Regions from separate parts of the Mus musculus genome. Here regions 1 and 2 are each linked to region 3. A link is a contact called in public ChIA-PET and Hi-C data. All regions are on one chromosome and are shown on one strand. The core of a region is the stretch at or near the end of the contact, and the rest is flanking DNA. Distances in the headings are between cores, read along the strand shown.

Region 1 (2,700 bases), core at 102-2,601, 240 kb before region 3:
AAGGCCACAGTGAGTCGCCATTTCACATCAGAGGAGAAGCAGCAGAGCATTAAGGCATCCATGGCAGACTCTTAATAACTCGGTGGTTCAGGGAAAACGGATCCCATCTCTTTGTTCTTCGGGCTGCAGAAAAGGAAAACTAATGGCACCCACTTCTTTCAGTTCTAATGAGATGGATGAACAGATACGAACCACACTGGACAGCAAGCTTTGTAAGTGCTCAGTGTTGGACATAGGCTTAGTAGAGTTAGAATGATGGGGGGAGACAAGGTTACAGAGTAAACTAGCGGGTGGGTAACATCTTCAAGACTAAGACTGAAACAAAGTAACGGGAGGACTAGACCCGGAAGATGCTTGTCTGCCCACAGCCTCCTACACCACCACGGAGGGGACTGACCCTTTGTTTTCTATGAAACAGTTGTTCTTGGCTTCACTTTAGGGGAAGCACGTGGCTCAGTGTAGGATGAGACTGATTTTGGCAACTGAATGGAACATTAGCATGTTAAGGCTGATTATGAAAAACAATGGCAAGAAGGGCCATTGATTAAAACATCCTAATACAATACAATACAATACAATACAATACAATACAATACAATACAAGAAAAGCGATTGTTCAGCGGCGAATGCCATTTTTTATGTTCAGATAAGCTCTTCTGTTCATTCATGGGAATAATAAGGATTTTGGCAAATATTATAATGCTTTCAATTTGAGAAGAGCTTAGAATTTGCATTACTTTGCATACTAATGAGAATTTTTACTATTGTATAGAACCATATGTATGCATTTATATGTGCCATATTTTGGTGTTCCAATTAACTTATGTATAATGATGTCAGTAGTGATTTTATGTGCTTAGAATTTTTTGGCAAAAATTTCAGTTTCATGGGACTGATTTTTTTTTTTATTGTGCAGCCTAATTAATCACTAGTGTTGAGAAAAAAATCAAAACTTCAAACTTAATAAACATGCAGTTACGATCAGGCAGTTTTGGAGAAAACATACTGAGGAAGGACATACAAAATTAATCCCTGTTGAAATAATAATTTTATAATAATAGGACCTATAAAAGAAGCCATGTAAGTATCTGGTACTACTACAGTCAATTTCTGAGAGATACAGTATACACAAATCTGTCTAGGGAGAGTAAAATTGTTATTTTTAGCTTATAAACTTCTCAGGGAGAAAACGGTTTAAATAATAAAGCACTCTTTTCCCAAAACGCAAATGAATGAATTGATAGATGTTAATATAAAAGCAAAACAAAACCTTAGGTTTTCTACCTACACGCCACTCGAATACAAACCTCCTAAATTTGTTCACTGAGCAAACCCTGGGAATCCAGACGGTGGCGCTGTTCTCACGGAGGAGAGCAGGCTACAACTCTTTCTACTGCGTTCTCTCTTTACTCTTTATCTACAAATTAAGCTGTTAAACAACAAAACAAAATAATCCAACTTCCATTTGTAGCTTCCTTTTCAACTGATGCTTTTTAAACGTTCGGTTATTTCGATCTGCAGTGATTGGTCGGCAGTGTACTCAGCAAAAGGACCGTGTGGCGTGATTCTGATGGTGGGTAGCGATATGAAAATACAGGCGCTGCTCTTTGTATCTGAACAAAGATAAGGAGAAGCCTTCGAAGATGCAAAAAAAAAAAAAAAAAAAAAAAAGACCTGCAGAAAAAATATGAAGGGTTGAGACAAACAATTACCAACGTGCTTAAAATAGAAACGCGCTGAGGCCACAAGGAAGAGGGTTAGGCAGCTGGGTGAACGCGGTTACCTGAAACCACGTGGCTGCAGCTGCTGGCCTGTCACTCTGCTTTTAGCCTCTTTGGTGTCAAAGTCTACGCAGAGAAAAGTAAACGCTTGCATGTTTTATTCTCAGAAGTGACTCCTTAAAAGTCGGAAATTTCCCTTTCTATAAAATGTCCTTTTCCTTTTCCTGCTTTGTTTGGAACGGTGGCGTATCTGCAATCCCTACACTCTGCCAGGAAGTTGAGTTGTATTGTCAAAAGGTTGAGGCCAGTCTGGGGTACTAAAAACTGGTATCTGTAAAAAAAGGTATTTTTGCAGATTTTTTTTTGTTTCATATCGCTTATGTGGGTTGTTTTTTTTTTTGTTTTGTTTTGTTTTTGTTTGTTACTTTCTCTTACTGACCTTTTGTTTATATATTATAGTTTTTTATTTTTTTGTTTTTAATAAGGTTGTGTGTGCGCGTGTGTTGTGCTTTTTCCCTTTTTAAATTTTTACATTCTGGTATTTTTTTTTGGGAGGGTTGCCTGTTTGTTTTCTAAAAAGAGAGCGAGAAAGGGGTCTGAGTTTGGTGGGTGGGGAGTTGGGGGGGGCTGGGAGGAACTGGAGGAGAGGAAACACTGATCAGAATACATTGTATGTAAAATAATTTCAAAAAATACATATGCAAAAAAGAAAAACCTATTGCCACAAAGGCTGCCAAAGAATTCAATAATTTAATAATATTCAGATAGCACTCTTGACAAATCTGGCTACTTAAGGGGAAGGTATTAACAGGGAATTATTTGAATTAGGTAAAATGTTTCTTAGACCAGAATTAAAGCAGTTTCTGTGAATGGAAGGCTGTGTCTCTAACATGAGTGGTTTTCCCTGCTATTCCTTGCACAGTAAAAGTAGTGTCTGATTGTCCCTGGAAACCAGTTATTCCTTCTCTGAAGATCAGAG
Region 2 (2,700 bases), core at 190-2,689, 210 kb before region 3:
CATTAAGATAGAAGAGTCCATGGCTCAAGAAGTAGACATTCCAAGGGCACTATTGGATACCTGCACAGCAATATCCACTGACTTCCAAAGGTCCCTGTCCATAAAGACTAGGCCAGAGGCAGTTAAGGGGATATGCTAACTGGTTTTGTGTGTCAACTTGATACAACCTAGAGTTTGCACAGAGAAAGGATCTTCAGTTGAGGAAATACCTCCATGAGCTCAAGCTGTAAGGCATGTTCTCAATGAATGATCAAGGCAGGCAGGGGAGGGCCCATCCCTGGGCTGGTGGTCCTGGGTTCTAGAAGAATGCAAGCTGAGCAAGCCATGAGGAGCAAGCAAGCCAGTAAGCAGCACCCCTCCATGGCCTCTGCATCAGCTCCTGCCTCCAGGTTTCTGCCCTGCTTGAGTTCCTGTCCTGACTTCCTTTGGTGATGAGCAGCAATGTGGAAGTGTATGCTGAACAAACCCTTTCCTCCTGAACCTGCTTTTTTTGGTGATGTTGTTTTGTCACAGCAACAAAACCCTGAGACTGGGATGATGTTTGAGGTGGGAAAAGAAGCATCAGACAATGACCAGTAAAGATTCCCACTTCCCTTTCTGCACAGCTTTAAAGTAACTATGGGAGAACACTGCGGACTCACTCCCACTGAATGTACTGCCTGTTAAATGAGTTCACTAACCATAAAAGGACTGATGTCTGCCACTTTCTGCTCAGAGACTTCCTTTACTCACTCCCTATCTCCACATAGAGGCCAAACGCAGGCAGGAAAGAGAAGTGTGCCTCGGGACCAAAGAGGACTGCATCACTAGTCCATTTTAAAAGCTGTCGCACGTAAAAACATGGTACAAGTAGCTGGTTTTGCATGGCTTCAGTTGCAAGCCCAACACCATGGAAGTGCAGGAGGCACAGTCAATGGGCGCAGGCATGGGGGAGGTGTGACCTTCCCCGTGGGCCTTTCCCAGGAGCATAGTCCAGCAGGTACAGGGGAAAGAACAGCCAGCAATGGCAAGCAGAGAATCCGCTATTTGCCACCGTTCCTCCTCAAGATGTTTGGTTCGTTGGGTTCTAATCCCAGGGTTAGGTTTGGTTAGGAGTGACAATACCATTCCCCGGTTCTGCATGGAATAAGTTCAAGGAGGAAGCTTCTCCTAGGAGGGCAAGTGCACTGTTCCCTGCTCCTGGAGGGGGCGGGGCTGACTGTTCCCTGCTCCTGGAGGAGGCGGGGCTGACTGAGGCTTCCGGAAGTGCTCCTTGTGGTCGGAGAGGGGACCGGCAGATGGGCATGCTCCCTTCTGAGTGCTGCTTTGAGATGTTCAGTCGGGTATCCCAACCTTGAGTAAGGTTCTTCTCAAAGCCCAGAGGAGCTGTACCTGGGGATGCTGGTGCGCCTGTAGGGGAGCCACGAGCTTGCTGCATGGGACAGACAGAGAAACCAACATCCGGGAAAGACAGACGGTGGCGGTGGTGCAAGATGTCGAGAAAGTAAAAGTAATTTCCTCATTGGCACAGCAAACAGCTCCGAGGGGGATGGGAGTCTCCGGAGGTGTCTGGCCTTTCATGGAGCCTTGGGGTCCTCACCTTTGTTGGGATTCAGACCCGGGACAAACAGCTGAGGTGAATATTTAACATACCAAAGTAGACTTGGCTTCCAGGTTCTCCCAGCATTCCTCAGTCCCTCCCTAGCAGACCCTGAACTTTTCAGCCACAGAACTGTGTGAGGCAGCTCTATTTTGGACCAAGAAAGACTCTCCTTCTCTACAGATGAGTTGGAGATGCACACTTTGTAGAAAAGCCTTGAAGACACTAAAATAGGGGGAAGGCATGGGCACTGGCAGTTTTTCGGTGACCTTCCAGTGGAACACTACACAGCCTTGCAAATTTATTTTAAAAAGACCTATGGCAGGTGGATAAAATAATAGCCATAGCAGGCAGTGGTGGTGCACACCTTTAATCCCAGCACTTGGGAGGCAGAGGCAGGTGGATCTCTGAGTTTGAGGCCAGCCTGGTCTACAGAGTGAGTTCCAGGACAGCCAGGACTACACAGAGAAACCCTGTCTGAAAAAGCAAAAACAAAAAAAGAAAAAAAAAAAAGATAGTCATGAGCTACTAAAGTAGCCACCCAGGTATAGTCTCTTCATCACAGGCCTCTGCTCCCTGAAGCTTGCCCACGGCTGTTACAGACCACAGGCTAATAATGGGCTCCTCACAGCACGGCCTTGCCCAGAATCTCACAGAGAGGGACGGTGTGCCAAGGACCTTAAACTACTGACTACTGACACTCCGAGAGCAGACACTTGGGCACAGGCTTCTGAGCTGACCTCCCCTAGACACATCCCAGGCTGCACCAGTGCAGCAGCAAGCATGCCCGGGACTGTTTTCAATCCAGGAGCAACAGTTTTATGTACACCAAGTGACAACCCAAGGTCCAGCAGAACAGAATCCCAGAGGGCAGGATGACCTGAGAAGAAAAGCTTCCCTGAGCTGACAGGATTTTAATGCCCCATTTCATGGCTATATAAGGAAGCCATGGGTCCTTCTTCTCAAGCTGTCAGTGTACGGCAGTGCAGTAGAGTTTCCTCAACAAAACAGAATTAAACTTCTCTGTCCTCTCTGAACACTGTGACTGAGTCCCTCTACTTTGGCAAGGCAATGTTGCCCTGGCCTGCCTCGAAAGATCATGCTGGAGACTGCTGGCCATT
Region 3 (2,720 bases), core at 17-2,516:
GAAAAGGCAGAAAAGAAACACTGATTTTAAAACTACACTATAAGTTCATAAGCATAACAACAATGGCCGTTCTATTCTTTGAAGCAATGGATTTTTTTTTTAATTTAAAATATTTTAAATATGTTTCCTTATCGATCTACTGGATGAGGGAGGCCTGTACAGCATAGGGCACATGCAGAAGTTAGAGGACAACTTGTGATGATGGGTCTTCCTTCTGCCATGCGGGCTCCAGAGGGTTGACTTCAGGTCACCAGCCTTAGTGTCCTTTACTTTCTGACTTGTCTTGCTGGTCCTGTGGCAATTTTTCTTGTACTTCAGGGTTAAAATGTCCTTCTTTCCTTGGCTTATAATTTACTTTTCTAGGACACTGTTCCATAAACACAATAGGAAGTCCCCCCCCCCCCATTATGTTTCTGTGCTGACCCCAAATAGCCTCTAGCAAGGCTCAAAACAAAGACACTCGGACTAAAGTTCCATACCACCAAATGGAAATTAGCTTACTCTATGACCACCTTGAGAAGTCAGGAGGGACGTGACAGCCATGTTGAACAAATGGGCCACTTTCTTTCAGTGTGACAGTGATGTTCTTCTTCCCTTCACTCTGACACACAAAGACTAATGGAAATGACACGGTGGTAGCCAGTCTTCTGTGGCTCTACTGATCTTCCCGGTTTCCACGAATTACAAAGAAAGAACAGAAACGATGTTTTTCTTAGTCTCTGCTTACTTCATCCTTTGCTGCCGGTGAAGCCGACCTCTGCTTCTCACCCCATTGGAATTCTGTCCACCTGATGGCATAAGGGGTGAGAAGCAGAGGTCGGCTTCACTGGGGGTCTGTATCCACTCACACCCCCAGAGAAAGCTAACTAAGATTGGTAGATTTAAAGGGATTTGCTGTTCGCGCCTTTTGACAGCGGCATGGGCTGGATCATCTTTGTTGCAGCGGATCTTGGTGGAAAGATTTGTCTTCAACAGTGGAGTCTGACCCTTCATCCTCCTCATTACGAGGTGGCACTCTTTAAACACCTTTCCTCCATGGTCCCTTGGCCTCTGGGGTTGAGAGTTCCAACATGGAGCCCTGTGCATTACAGTCTTGACAGCGCTCCTGATGGCTGCCCGGAGCCGGAGTTCTGTGCAACCAGGCCAGGGTGCACTTAGCATTTTGGTGTGCTTACACCAATTTCCCCTTGCACGGTTTAGTAACTGCGAGAACTGAAACACTTCCCCTGACTCTCCACATCAAAGTAGGGGGTGCTTCTAGCAGGAAGTAGGGTACAGTGTGCTTATCTGCATGCTGGGGTACAAGACGTGGAGGTCAGGGCCAGAGAGCTAAGGCTAGGCTTGGCTGTCTAGATACACACGCTGCACAGAATTAAGTGAAAAACAAAACAAAATCCCCCAGATCTGCATAGAAAGCTTAAGACCGCAATGGCTTATGTCTACTGATGCTATTCAAGGAATACATTAGATTGCCCCTGCATGATGAGCACCCACCATGCTCAGGCATTCACAGGAGCAGGCAGGCCCAGGTGCTTCAGAACTCCAGTGCGAACTGCGCATGCCCAGAACTCAAGCTTGTGTATCGCGCTGGTTCTTGCTTCTAGGATGAGCCTCCCCTTTTGCCGAAGTCTCGGCTTTGGCCACAGCCGGATTCTCTATTGCTCTCCCGTTTGGCGCCCCTGGGTTCCTGTCCAAATCTATTTTGGCAGTCATTTCTGTGGAGACAGGACTGTCTGTGTTGTTCAATGCTATATCTGTAACTATTAGCCTTTGGCAGAGAAGAATGTAAGAGCATGTTTAACAAATGATACGTGGAATTCTAGAAAGTGCTATTGGACGTAAGCAGCTTCCAAGAGATATTCTTGCATTTAGTAAGGTCAACATACTAGGAAAGGGGTTGTGTGGGTGGAGTGGGGGACGGGGCGGGGGGGGGGGAGACTAGGATACTTGAGAGCATTAGCAGAAACACACTGTAAATTTACAACTACAAAGGAAAACAAACAAATATGAAGGCTCATAACGCCTGATTTAGAAAATGGTTCTATTATACATAATGTTTCAAAAAAAATACAAATACAAACCTTGGTGTGCAGTTTAGCACTGAATTTAGGAAAAGAAATTGAATGGAAGACTCCATGCAAAAGCATCACACAATAAAAACTGAGCAAATATTGCAATTTTTCTCAAAGCAAACTTTGATGACGACTATTTCTTGTCTATTAATTGGTCTAGTGTCTAACGAAAGCAAGGCCAGGAAAGTTACCCTGTCCCATATTTTTAGAAGCACTTAAGTGACCTACCTAGTCTGACAGCGCCTTGAGAGCTAGGCCACGTCCAGAACGTTTTGTATCTTTGTGGAGCGTTTGATACATTCTTGCCACCCGCTCCTTTCTTTTAAGGAATCCTGCAGATCAAGTGTCCAGCCACAGTGGGATACTTGTTCTAAAGCAATCATCAGCCAGGTTAAGACAACATGAAAAGTATTTCTAAGTTTGCCAAGAGTTTGTTCCCACACTTCAGCCCAGATAATTTCTTTTGCTCCTTGTAGATGGTAGAGGCAAGTCTCTATGACATGCAGGATGCTTGACAGAGGATGTCACGTCAGGTTGAGTGACTGGCTTGTAATCCCTCGTGTTTTAGCAGAGTAATTAAAAAGGACAGGGAGATCCCTTTTGATCTTTGATTGAATATATTTATAAAACCTCTTATGGACCAAAGAA

The links. Hi-C and Micro-C count contacts between places; a contact is called where the count stands out from the background. ChIA-PET counts read pairs in DNA pulled down with a chosen protein or histone mark.
Region 1: a contact with region 3 is called in a Hi-C map of double positive thymocytes, with 2.4 times the contacts expected there. The contact joins two enhancer-like sites. A contact is called at or near these places in 6 of 484 Hi-C or Micro-C datasets (CD4 T cells, double positive thymocytes, embryonic stem cells and 2 more) and 3 of 115 datasets of contacts at active chromatin or transcription factors (bone marrow-derived dendritic cells, bone marrow-derived macrophages and memory CD8 T cells).
Region 2: an RNA polymerase II ChIA-PET map of memory CD8 T cells shows a contact between it and region 3, with 17 read pairs. The contact joins two enhancer-like sites. A contact is called at or near these places in 1 of 484 Hi-C or Micro-C datasets (B cells), 1 of 115 datasets of contacts at active chromatin or transcription factors (memory CD8 T cells) and 1 of 9 other capture datasets (liver).

Annotation. Positions count from the first base shown.
Region 1 is chr15:96,541,895-96,544,594 of GRCm38.p6, forward strand. No RefSeq gene overlaps it. Among named protein-coding and RNA genes, the nearest start is that of Gm32406, 36 kb to the left of the region's middle. Within about 2 kb of position 1,352, at least 101 of the 459 cell types and tissues checked have an H3K27ac peak or open chromatin away from gene starts, as enhancers often do. A contact at or near this core is called in double positive thymocytes and memory CD8 T cells, where this site is marked.
Region 2 is chr15:96,565,717-96,568,416 of GRCm38.p6, forward strand. No RefSeq gene overlaps it. Among named protein-coding and RNA genes, the nearest start is that of Gm32457, 15 kb to the right of the region's middle. Within about 2 kb of position 1,440, at least 105 of the 459 cell types and tissues checked have an H3K27ac peak or open chromatin away from gene starts, as enhancers often do. A contact at or near this core is called in memory CD8 T cells, where this site is marked.
Region 3 is chr15:96,777,200-96,779,919 of GRCm38.p6, forward strand. No RefSeq gene overlaps it. Among named protein-coding and RNA genes, the nearest start is that of Gm32564, 40 kb to the right of the region's middle. Within about 2 kb of position 1,267, at least 72 of the 459 cell types and tissues checked have an H3K27ac peak or open chromatin away from gene starts, as enhancers often do. A contact at or near this core is called in double positive thymocytes and memory CD8 T cells, where this site is marked.